2 separate regions of the Drosophila melanogaster genome follow, and region 1 is linked to region 2. The links are chromatin contacts, called in public Hi-C maps. All regions are on one chromosome and are shown on one strand. Each heading gives the region's core, a stretch centred on a gene start, on an enhancer-like site or on the middle of the called end of the contact. The rest is flanking DNA. Distances are from core to core; before and after follow the strand shown. Region 1 holds the start of CG11122. Region 2 holds the start of Coq7 (Coenzyme Q7).

Region 1 (4,573 bases), core at 629-3,128, 4.4 Mb before region 2:
AGCGATTCTCACGCACCGCGTGCATGCCCGCCTCTTGGCAAATGGCGTTGATATCGGCACCGGAGATCTTGTCCGGCCGCGCCACAAACTCCTCCAAATCGACATCCTCGCTTAGGTTCATCTTCGAGGTGATGGTGGAGAAGACGAGTCGCTTCTGCCGGCGATCGGGCAGCGGGAACTCAATCTTACGATCCAATCGACCAGGTCGCAGCAATGCCGGATCGAGTGTGTCCGCCCTGTTGGTAGCCATGATCACCTTAACGTTCGTGGTCTGATCGAACCCGTCCATCTGGTTGAGCAGCTCGAGCAGAATGCGCTGCACCTCGCGATCGGCGCCAGTCTGCGCATCGAAACGCTTCGTGGCAATCGCATCGATCTCGTCAATGAAGATGATGGCCGGCGCGTTCTCCTTGGCCAGCCTGAAAACGTCGCGCACCATGCGCGGTCCCTCGCCGAGGTACTTCTGCACGAACTCCGAGCCGACGACGCGTATGAACGACGCCGTCGTATGATGGGCCACCGCCTTGGCCAACATGGTCTTGCCGCAACCGGGCGGACCGTACATAAGCACGCCGCGCGGCGGATCGATGCCAATCTGCTTGTACAGCTCGAAGTGGGTCAGCGGCAGTTCGACTGCCTCGCGGATCTCCTGCTTCTGCATGTCCATGCCACCAATGTCCGCATAGCTAACGTCGGGCTTCTCATCCGGCTGCAGCATCGAAATGGAGCTATCCGCCTCTGGTGGCAGCACGTCCACCAGCGCGTTGCTGTGCTTGTGCAGGGCCACCGAGGCGGAGGGCTTCAGCAGCTCGCGATCGATGGTGGACAGGATGCGCACATAGTAATTGGAGCCGGTGGTGGAGCCCACAATGCCCGTGTTCTGATCGACGGCCTCCAGGAACTGGCCAATCACCAGCGGCACCGACTGGATGCGCTTCACCTCCTCCTGGGCGTGCAGATACTCCTTTTTCAGGTTTCGCTGCTCGTCCTTGATGTACTCCTCCTGCACTTCAATGAACTCCAGTGTCTTTTGCAGTTTCTACAACACAATGGCCGCTTAGATGGGTGATCAAATGGAAGACCAGTGGACGACTCACCTTGTAACGCACGTAGAGATCCTCCATGTCCAGTTCGTCCAGGGAACTGTGCGCATCTTTTAGCTTCAAGTCGGAGAGCTCGTCCTGGTGGAAAAAGTGGAATTGGGAAAGAGGTAATTAGTACGCATGCCAGGCGGCGCAGAGAGGCAACTACGCACCTTTTCCGGTATCAGTACGTCCATGTTGTACGGCATTCTTTTCGTTCAGCAATGAGTCTCGTTTTATTAGTTTGCGTTTTCTGCGAGGCGACCAAAATGACTCGTCAAAAACAAGCCAGCAGTGCGTTGTGGTGGCAACCCTGTCCGCAATCGATTGTGATCTATCGATGGGGCCATTTATCTATCAAATTGTGCTGCTCTTTCAATCGGTTTTTTTTTTCGATATATACTCTTTCTGATAAGAAAGCAACTCCTCTTTATTGGACAATATCCTATACCAGTTAGTCTGTAAAGCTAAAATGTTGTATACAAATAAATCTAATATCACATGTCATGTTTCTCACTTAATATCCGGAAAGTATTTTTTAATACGTTTCAAAGCATCTGGTGATGGGAAAAAATCAGCTGTCTGATAATTGCCCGATATATACCAGCTCTGATTGGAACAAAAGCTGATAACAGATTTATTACTAACAAAAACTATTTCGAATGCAGATCGCTTATAAGTAATTGATAAAATCGCAAGTTATTCTAAGCAATTCACGTAGAACCATGCCAAAGTATCGCTGCTCGAGACGCAACTATCGATAGTTCGAGTACCTTTCTCGCCAGCGGGTACAAGTGTGTACACACTGGCAAAACCCGACCATTTTGACGCGATTTCGATTTCCCATAAGAAAAAAAAAGAGTAGAAAAACACACACATTTAACATTTCGGTCGCTCCTGCTGCTTCTGTGTGTGCTATGTGTGCGTGTGCGAACGAACCAAATATATACACACACGAGCGCTGGTAGGACAGTGAAATCGAATTTGCTGTTTATATAGCACAATTCGATGGCTGATAATGCCGCCGCCGTCGCCGAAAAATCGTTTCCCCAATATCGCTAGCATCAGAACGGGAAAGAGAACGGGTACGAGTACGATTCCGATTCCGATTCCGAGTACGTTTCCCACAAAGTATCGTTGTCGTTGTCGTCGTTGTCCTGCTGCCGTGCCCCGCCCCCTCTGGCCGCGCCGCCGCCCCCTCTGCGCCGTACGCACGCATCGATTTGGGCTAAACGTTAGATACCTCCTAACGCAGTTGTTAGGGTGGAAAGAACGGCCAGGGAAAATTGAATGCGCTACACTGGTGGTCGAGCTGCTGCAATGCCGTGCTTAAATTTAAGTGCAAGGCACTGATACGGATCCGTTGGCGCTCCTGGTCTGGTCCGTATCCAAGCGAAAAGAACAAAATATACAAGAAAAAAACAAGAAACAAAACAACAAAACGGAAAGCAATCCCGTGAAATCCCGGAATACAGTGCAATACAACGAACCGAAACACAGAACAAAACGAATAGAACGAAACAAAACGAAACGTATTTAGATACGCAGGAGAGACCAAGTCGGGATATCCAAGTGGACAGTGTGGTCTTGTGCAGTGGAGTGGTAGTTATGCTATATATAGCTGTTGGCCAAAACAATAGTGTCCGATAACAGAGCGAGATCAATTCGAGGAGTTGAAAATGTTTATTGTATAATTTCCAATTGAGCAGGTGTGCGTGCGAGTGTGTGTGCGTACGTGTGTGTGAGTAGTTTTTGTTTTTCGCTGCTTCTTCTTGCGGTTTATTTGTCAACAAAAAGAAGAAGGAAGAACGAAGCAGTGTGCGTGCAGCAGTAAATTGTTGTCCGCACACCCCGCACTGCTTGCAGGAGTGGCGAAGCAGTTAACTTGTGCAACGCAACCACGGACGACCCAGTGGCCTCCACATGAAGACCATGTCGCGCTTCGGCCTGCGCCGTGGCTTCAAGTTCTCGGAGGAGCAGGTCAACGGCAAGAATCCAATTGGACCGGCAACGGCACCAGCCACGGCCGCTGCCTCATCTAATCCGCGCAAAAAACGACAGACCCGGCAGGAGGAGGATGTGGACGCGGAACAGGAAGAGGTGGAACCGCACGAGGATCAGCTGGAAGCGGAACAAGAGCCGCTCTCGCTGATCTGCAGCCTGCCGCTGGAGCGGCTGCCCCGTTTGGTGGAGAAGCTGCATCAGATGACGGAGGAACGGGAACGAGAACGGGAGAGGGAGCGCGAGCGCGAGCGGGAAGAGGCCGCCGGCCTGGGTGGAGCCGCGCACTCGAAGGTCCTGTGTCTGTACTGTGATAGGAAGTTCGCCTCCGGCAAGCTGCAGGCCAAGCATGTGGACAAGTTTCACACCGAGCGGCAGGAACGACGCTGCAGCGGTCGTTCCACCAGCTCCAATTCTCATCCCGCCGGCGGCTTCCCCGGCTGCCAGTGGTGTGGCCAGCAAGGCAATCGCCGCCAGGCCACGCCCCCGCAGATCTGCCTGCCGGCCAAGCATTTGGAGCAGCTATTCCAGCACCTCAGCGAGCAGCATGCAGATAAGTATTTCGCCTGCCAGCCGTGTCGCCTGCGGTTCCAGGACGCAGATCACCTGTTGGGACACCAGCGCCAGCAGCATTCGCTTCATCATCCGGAGGATGGCCATGCCACCAAACCGGGTCTGATGGGCGCCGACGAGCCGGTGCTCTTTCGCCTCGGCCTTACCCAGAACCGTCTGCCCAGCCATCGGAATCGAAACCAGCGCAAGGAGGAGGAGCCGCCGCCCCTGGCCACGCCCAGCAGCAAATCCCGGAGCAGCAGTCGGGCGGCGACGCAGCGACAGCAACAGAATCAGCATCAGCATCAACAGTCGCAGTCGCATCAGCAGACTGCTGCAGCGGGTAACATGGCTCTGCAGGAGTCTGTCAATCCGGATGCAGTCTTCCGGCTGCCAGCCAGCATGGCCTGCGTCTCATCATCCGCCTCCGTCGCCAACTCAGTGTTCGATGACAAGTTCTACAAGGATGTGATCTCTAATGTACGGCACAACCTCCAGAATCACCTCGACGGACGGCTGTTCACCTCGTCTTCGACGTCCACAACGTCAGCCACATCGTCGTCCGCATCCCATAAGTCAGACCTCATTATGCTGCACGGACCCAGTCAGCTGGGGCCTGGCGGCGCCTCCTATCCCACTCTACTGACCGCGGATCAATTTGGCGGCACGGGGGAACTGCTACCGCTGGCCAAATTCCGCCGGAGACCGCACACGAAGCACAGTTGGAAGTGGAAGTGGGACTACGTGAAGAAGTTCACGCTGATCAACGAGGGCGGACGGCTGGTCAAGAAGCTGAAGCAGCCAAACTACCTGGGACTGCGCGATCTCTCCAAGTTGGACATGTGGACGCAGCTGACGATGCGGCAAAAGCACGATCTCTCGCTCTCATTGACGGAGGAGCAGAACCAGGAGCAGCGCCGCCTGCTGGAGCAGCTAAA
Region 2 (5,368 bases), core at 860-3,359:
CAAATGAGTGTTAAAATGAGTGTTTATGCCTCGTGACATGCGAACGATTGAACTAAACTAAAAAAACTTAAGCTCCCGATCCAGAATGCAGCTTGAAGTGCGGCAAGAACGGGTACTGCAACGAGCACCACATCTGCAAGTGCAACGTGGGCTACACGGGCCAATACTGCGAGACGGCCTTCTGTTTTCCGCAGTGTCTCAATGGCGGTAACTGCACGGCGCCGTCCGTCTGCACCTGTCCGGAGGGCTACCAGGGCACGCAGTGCGAAGGTGGTAAGTAGACGCGACTATTATGGACATTTAGCTCTATCTTTAATGCTTAACACGGTTAGCTTAGCGGAACAGATAATTTGATTTTGATATATACAGGGGGCCCAACTGTTTCAGCCTAGATCTTCTTCGAGATGGCAATAGCCGTCTTGCAGCCAAACTTGATTACCTCGGTCATGGCCTGGTAAAAGGGCGCTTGCTCGGCACCGTGATCAATGCCCGTGTCGTGGTGCTCCTGCTCCTCGTCCCGGAACTTGGTGATGGTGGCCAACAGCTCCTGCAAAATCATATAACGTTGTTACTTCGTCCGTTGCTTGGGGCAGTTGCAAATGGTACTTACCTTATCCGGGTTCGGTGCCTCCATTATCTGACGCAGCTGGTCATTGTAGTGTTCTACGATCACCGTCTCCACTGCCACCGTGCAGGCCATGGCTGCCTTTTCGCCCATGAGGGCGGTTCCGGCGCCCAGCACAAATCCGGCCACGTTCCAAATTGGCGTCATGATCGTTGGACGCACGCGGTGCTGTTGAATGAGCTGCTCGAACTGTTTACGATGCTCTTTCTCCTGCTCCCACATGTGTCCGATGGTCTTGCCCAGCGGTCCGTTGCCCAGAATGGCCATTTGCCCGGCGTAAATGCGATCTGCTCCCAATTCGCCGGCATGATCGACGCGTATAATCTCATCTGTGAGCGCATTTGGACGTGGACGCAGCGGGGTGGTTTCAGAGCTGCCTCCTTCGGTCGTGCCTGCTGATCCTCCTCCAGTTGCTGAGCTTAGATAGCGCTTGGAGAGCAGGCGTGGCTCGGGCCGGCTAAGACCTCTTCTCAGCATTCCATCTGCGTAGAAAAGGAGGGTGATACGATACGCGATGATTAAGTACACTTGGGGCAAGATAACTGGGCATTATATAAGAATGAAATGTGCCTGGCGCGCAACTAATAGTATCCCATTGTAATCAACAGGTATTTGCAAGGACAAGTGCTTGAATGGCGGCAAGTGTATACAGAAGGACAAGTGCCAGTGCTCCAAGGGTTACTACGGCCTGCGTTGCGAGTACTGTGAGTAGCAAACGGCTCAACTCTTATCGAGGCGAAACACTGAACCTTTGCCCACCCATTTCCCTCACAGCCAAGTGTGTGATCCCCTGCAAGAACGAGGGACGGTGCATCGGGAACAACCTGTGCCGCTGCCCCAACGGACTACGAGGCGATCACTGCGAGATCGGGCGCAAGCAGCGCTCCATCTGCAAGTGTCGCAATGGCACCTGCGTCTCCCACAAGCACTGCAAGTGCCATCCGGGATTCTATGGACGCCACTGCAACGGTCGTAAGTGCAGCGTTGATCCTGGAATGTCCGGTGATCAGGATGGGCTTATAAAAATTTGCTAATCTCATCGTTTTCAGGCAAGCGACGACATGTCCACCGAAACGATGACTCCAAGTTCTAGGGCTACCGGCGCACACGATCCAAAATATTCAATCAACTTTTCACTTTTCTACTAAACCAGCACGACAAGAACAACAGCAACAGCGACAAAAGGAAGAAACGAAAATAATTCTAATTGTGATACATTTTTTTTGTAATTTAACATAACATTTTTAAATAAAAACAAAATCTAAGAGTTAATGCGTCGTGATCTAGCGAAGATTTCGAGGGTCAGTTGTGAGCCACTGAGTGCAGTCTACTTACTCATTGCTAATTTGCAGCTTTCCACGAGATGTATTGTGTTGAATAAATAAATTATTAGGTAAAGTGCAATTCGCCGAATTGCCGAGCACAAAAACAATTTGCGTTCTGTTTATTTTTGCGCAATCCAATCCAGGGATGGGCCATCCTCACGTGCCTGCCACCGGTATCGCACCACGTTCGTGAGTCACGCCATTGACCATTGACTCAAACTGTTCATATATTTATTTTATATTTTCATATTATTTTAATGATAGCAGCAACACCATAGAACATCTCAACTTTATGGTTTTGATTAGATCAAAAACACTACGAATTTATTTACACATTTGCAGCCCTGACCGATCATCCGACGATAGCCGATAGTAACGCAATCAGCTGTGCCGCAACTCACAAATTACATACATATATGTATATACATATGTGATTGATCTGAGATGCAACATAAAGCATTAAATGCGGATTCTATGTGTATCTCAATGAAAATTACCACAATCGTCCCGGGTAACTACCCGCTAGGAGATTGTGGCGCGGTGGATTCAAATGCGTGATGCTAGCGCCACACCATGAGATTCGCTCTACAAGTGTCGCAGTAACTGATTGATAAACAGGAAGCCGGTATGTACAACACTGCTGGTCTTGGGATAGACGCACTGTCGTTTTTATTAAACAAAATCGATTCTTACTTATCATGCGTGTTCTAATTGTCCAAAATGCTTTTCGTATCAAAGTTCTAAACGATTCCAGCAGTCAAATTTCAATTTCGATTTTTCCGAACCCAGCTTCCTTGAGCTTTCAGACGGCGTTGGCATCAGAGTTAGTTCATGTCCATCTTTATTCCTTGCCATGTTATACCAGAATACATGAATTGATTCAGTTAAAACAATAGTTTAATTATTTGAAGCCGTTGTCAGTTAGAGTCCTATCTTATCATTATTGATCTTACAAATGTAGTAAACATGATCTCATAATTATGTTTAAAAAAAAAATGCTTAAATAGTTTGAAACTAGTACGAAATATGCATAAATGGGGTCCAGAAGAAATAAAAAAAAAAAAAAATTATAATAATGTTGTGGTGTTAGTGTTGATCCAAGTTGCTGGTTGCTGGGCGGACAACGAGACTGTTGCGGCGCTTGAACAGGTTGAACACAGAACCTGCCGCAGGAGAAGGAGCCGTCCCCGACGATGTTGAAGAGGCCGGTGGCTGTGGCTGTACCTCATTCTCCTCGCGGAATGAGCGGAGCAATTCGCCAGGATTAAGCGTTTTTCGTCGCTTTGTGATCCGCAACAACGACACAGGTTTCTCCACATCAGCCCCCTCGGGGCTCTGCATCTGAACGCCGGTCGACTTGAGTCTGATATGCAGACGCGGAATGGGTGGCCGCTGGGCCTTGGCCATTAGCTCAGCGTCTAGCTCAAGCATACATTTGTCGGATTTGTAACGTGTATAACGGAGACTGCTTTTTGTGATAATCAACCCATTCTGGAATTGGTAATGCACCTGACTAAGGTACCTCTTCAGATCGCTAAACGTGTGCACGTCCCGGAAGGATTTGATATCGTCCCGGTGGTAGGTATAGCAGTGCTGGATGTACTCATCGAAACCACCCGGCTGAGAGCGTGTGCAGAAATGGCAGACCAGGAAGCGGCTGTAGTGGTCCACCATATGGCGCAGCGTAGTCAGCTCATCGGTCGAGTTGAACATGCAGAAGGAACAATGGTATATCACTGGCGACACTAGCTGCCGGAAGCAGAAACGCTCGTCGGGCTTGCAGTGTTCCACTTGGCCGTGCTGGACAATTGTCTCCTTCGTTGGCATAACCACACTGCACAATCCGCACTGGTAGTATTCGTTAACAGCCCCACCACTTCCACTGGCACTGAGCAGCATCAGGGCATCAATTTCATCATCTGTTACGTGCTTCAGGTCATTGGGCAGGTGACCTATCTCACTGATGTGTTTCGCAAGATCGTGCCTGTTTTTATAGCGGTAGTCGCAGTAAGCGCACTCCATCGGTCGACGAATGTCCGCAGCCACTATGCTCCGGATAGAGTGTGTCGCACGCAGGTGCTCGCGAAGTGCCTTTGCATTGCCCCTAAATCTCTTGCACTCGGAGCAGAGCAGCATCGGCTGAACGCGGAAATAGAAGGGCTGGTCGGGATGTTCGCGGGCCCAGTGCTGGGAGCGTAGGTCCGGCAAGTTGGTGTTTGTCCCGTCGCAGTGTGTGCAGGCGAACTCCACGATTTTCTGTAGCAAAATAATAATGAGCATAAGGAAAACAAAATTGAAAATTGGGCCTGCATCAGCCACACTTTACTTACCGCGTCATCTTGTTCACCGTACTCGTCCGCCTCGTCGTCTGAATCCAGCAGGTCCACCACTTCCGTTACAACCTGTCTCTGGCTTAGCGGCAGGAATGCACTCTCCCCATTGTTCGGGATCTCCTTCTCAGGCTCCACTTCGATGGGCCGACCTATCTCCCAGCTTATGCTGTTCGGGATGTCATTAAGCACGCGTTCGAACTGCACCATTGCCAGTCCGCGTTCATGGGGATGCTTCTCTTGTATGTGTAAGACAACCTGGCGTTCGGCCAAATGCCCGAAAATGCAGTGGGGACATTGCACCGGATTGCGCGACTTATGCTCCTTGTCGCAGTGCATAGCGATCTTCTGGAAGCTGCTGGCCACCTCGTGACAGGTGGTGCAGTAGAAGCCTAGCGTCTGCTTGTTCTTACACACGATGCGCTGGTAGATTTGCACAGGCTGCACTTCCCTTTCCGGGTGCTCGCGAAGGATGTGTTCAATGAGCGCGGTGGCGAGGTTTCCACCAAATTCACAGTACGGACAGTGGTACTGGTAGTTGCGTTTGTGAACGGACGCCGCATGGGCCATGATCTGCACGGTCGTTGGAAAGTACTTGAGGCACAGGTTACACGTGTACTCCATTAGCGAATGACGTGCCAATTTAGCTAAAGAGTGGGGATATAACACTTGAGTGGGCTTTTTCAAATGAAGGTCAGTTAAATTCAACACTTACGCGCCTTCAGCCAGCGGGCTTCGGTCGTTTTGTTGCTGTCATTATGGCGGTGTACGATCATGTCCACATCTTGAATATTGTGACGTTCCTGTATGTGCCGCTCGATGACACGCCTGCTATTGTGACGTGAGCAAGCGCCGCATTGGAAGATGTGCCGCTTATGCATTGCAAGATGGTCAAAGTACTTATCTACTCCAAACTGACCCTGGCAGTTCTTGCAGTGCGGGCACCTTACCACCTCCGAGTATTTGTGGTTAGCCTGCATGTGTTTGCGCACCGCAGATTCCGAAAAACAAAGGACGCTACATCGGAGGAAGCCACAGCGGTAGCGTTGGTCCGGGGGCACATAGCGTAACGGTGGCTTGATGGGCTT

Evidence for each region. A called contact is a pair of places that touch in the nucleus more often than the background predicts.
Region 1: a contact with region 2 is called in a Hi-C map of the Kc167 cell line, with 3 times the contacts expected there. The contact joins the promoter of CG11122 here to the promoter of Coq7 in region 2. A contact is called at or near these places in 3 of 107 Hi-C or Micro-C datasets (the D17-c3 cell line, the Kc167 cell line and the S2 cell line).

What each region holds. Positions count from the first base shown.
Region 1 is chrX:11,122,031-11,126,603 of dm6, reverse strand. CG11122 reads left to right here and starts at 1,878. Exons shown (of 3, transcript NM_132457.2): 1 at 1,878-4,573. The coding sequence starts at 3,006. Rpt3 (Regulatory particle triple-A ATPase 3) reads right to left here and starts at 1,503. Exons shown (of 3, transcript NM_001298179.1): 1 at 1,256-1,503; 2 at 1,098-1,181; 3 at 1-1,039. The coding sequence starts at 1,291.
Region 2 is chrX:6,767,966-6,773,333 of dm6, reverse strand. It overlaps Coq7 (Coenzyme Q7), which reads right to left and starts at 2,109. Exons shown (of 3, transcript NM_143710.3): 1 at 1,961-2,109; 2 at 611-1,107; 3 at 295-547. The coding sequence starts at 1,964. The coding sequence ends at 389. It overlaps sov (small ovary), which reads right to left. Exons shown (of 7, transcript NM_132120.2): 5 at 4,996-5,368; 6 at 4,281-4,927; 7 at 2,622-4,206. The coding sequence ends at 3,037. It overlaps shf (shifted), which reads left to right. Exons shown (of 8, transcript NM_132121.3): 5 at 85-273; 6 at 1,234-1,329; 7 at 1,400-1,597; 8 at 1,675-1,871. The coding sequence ends at 1,718.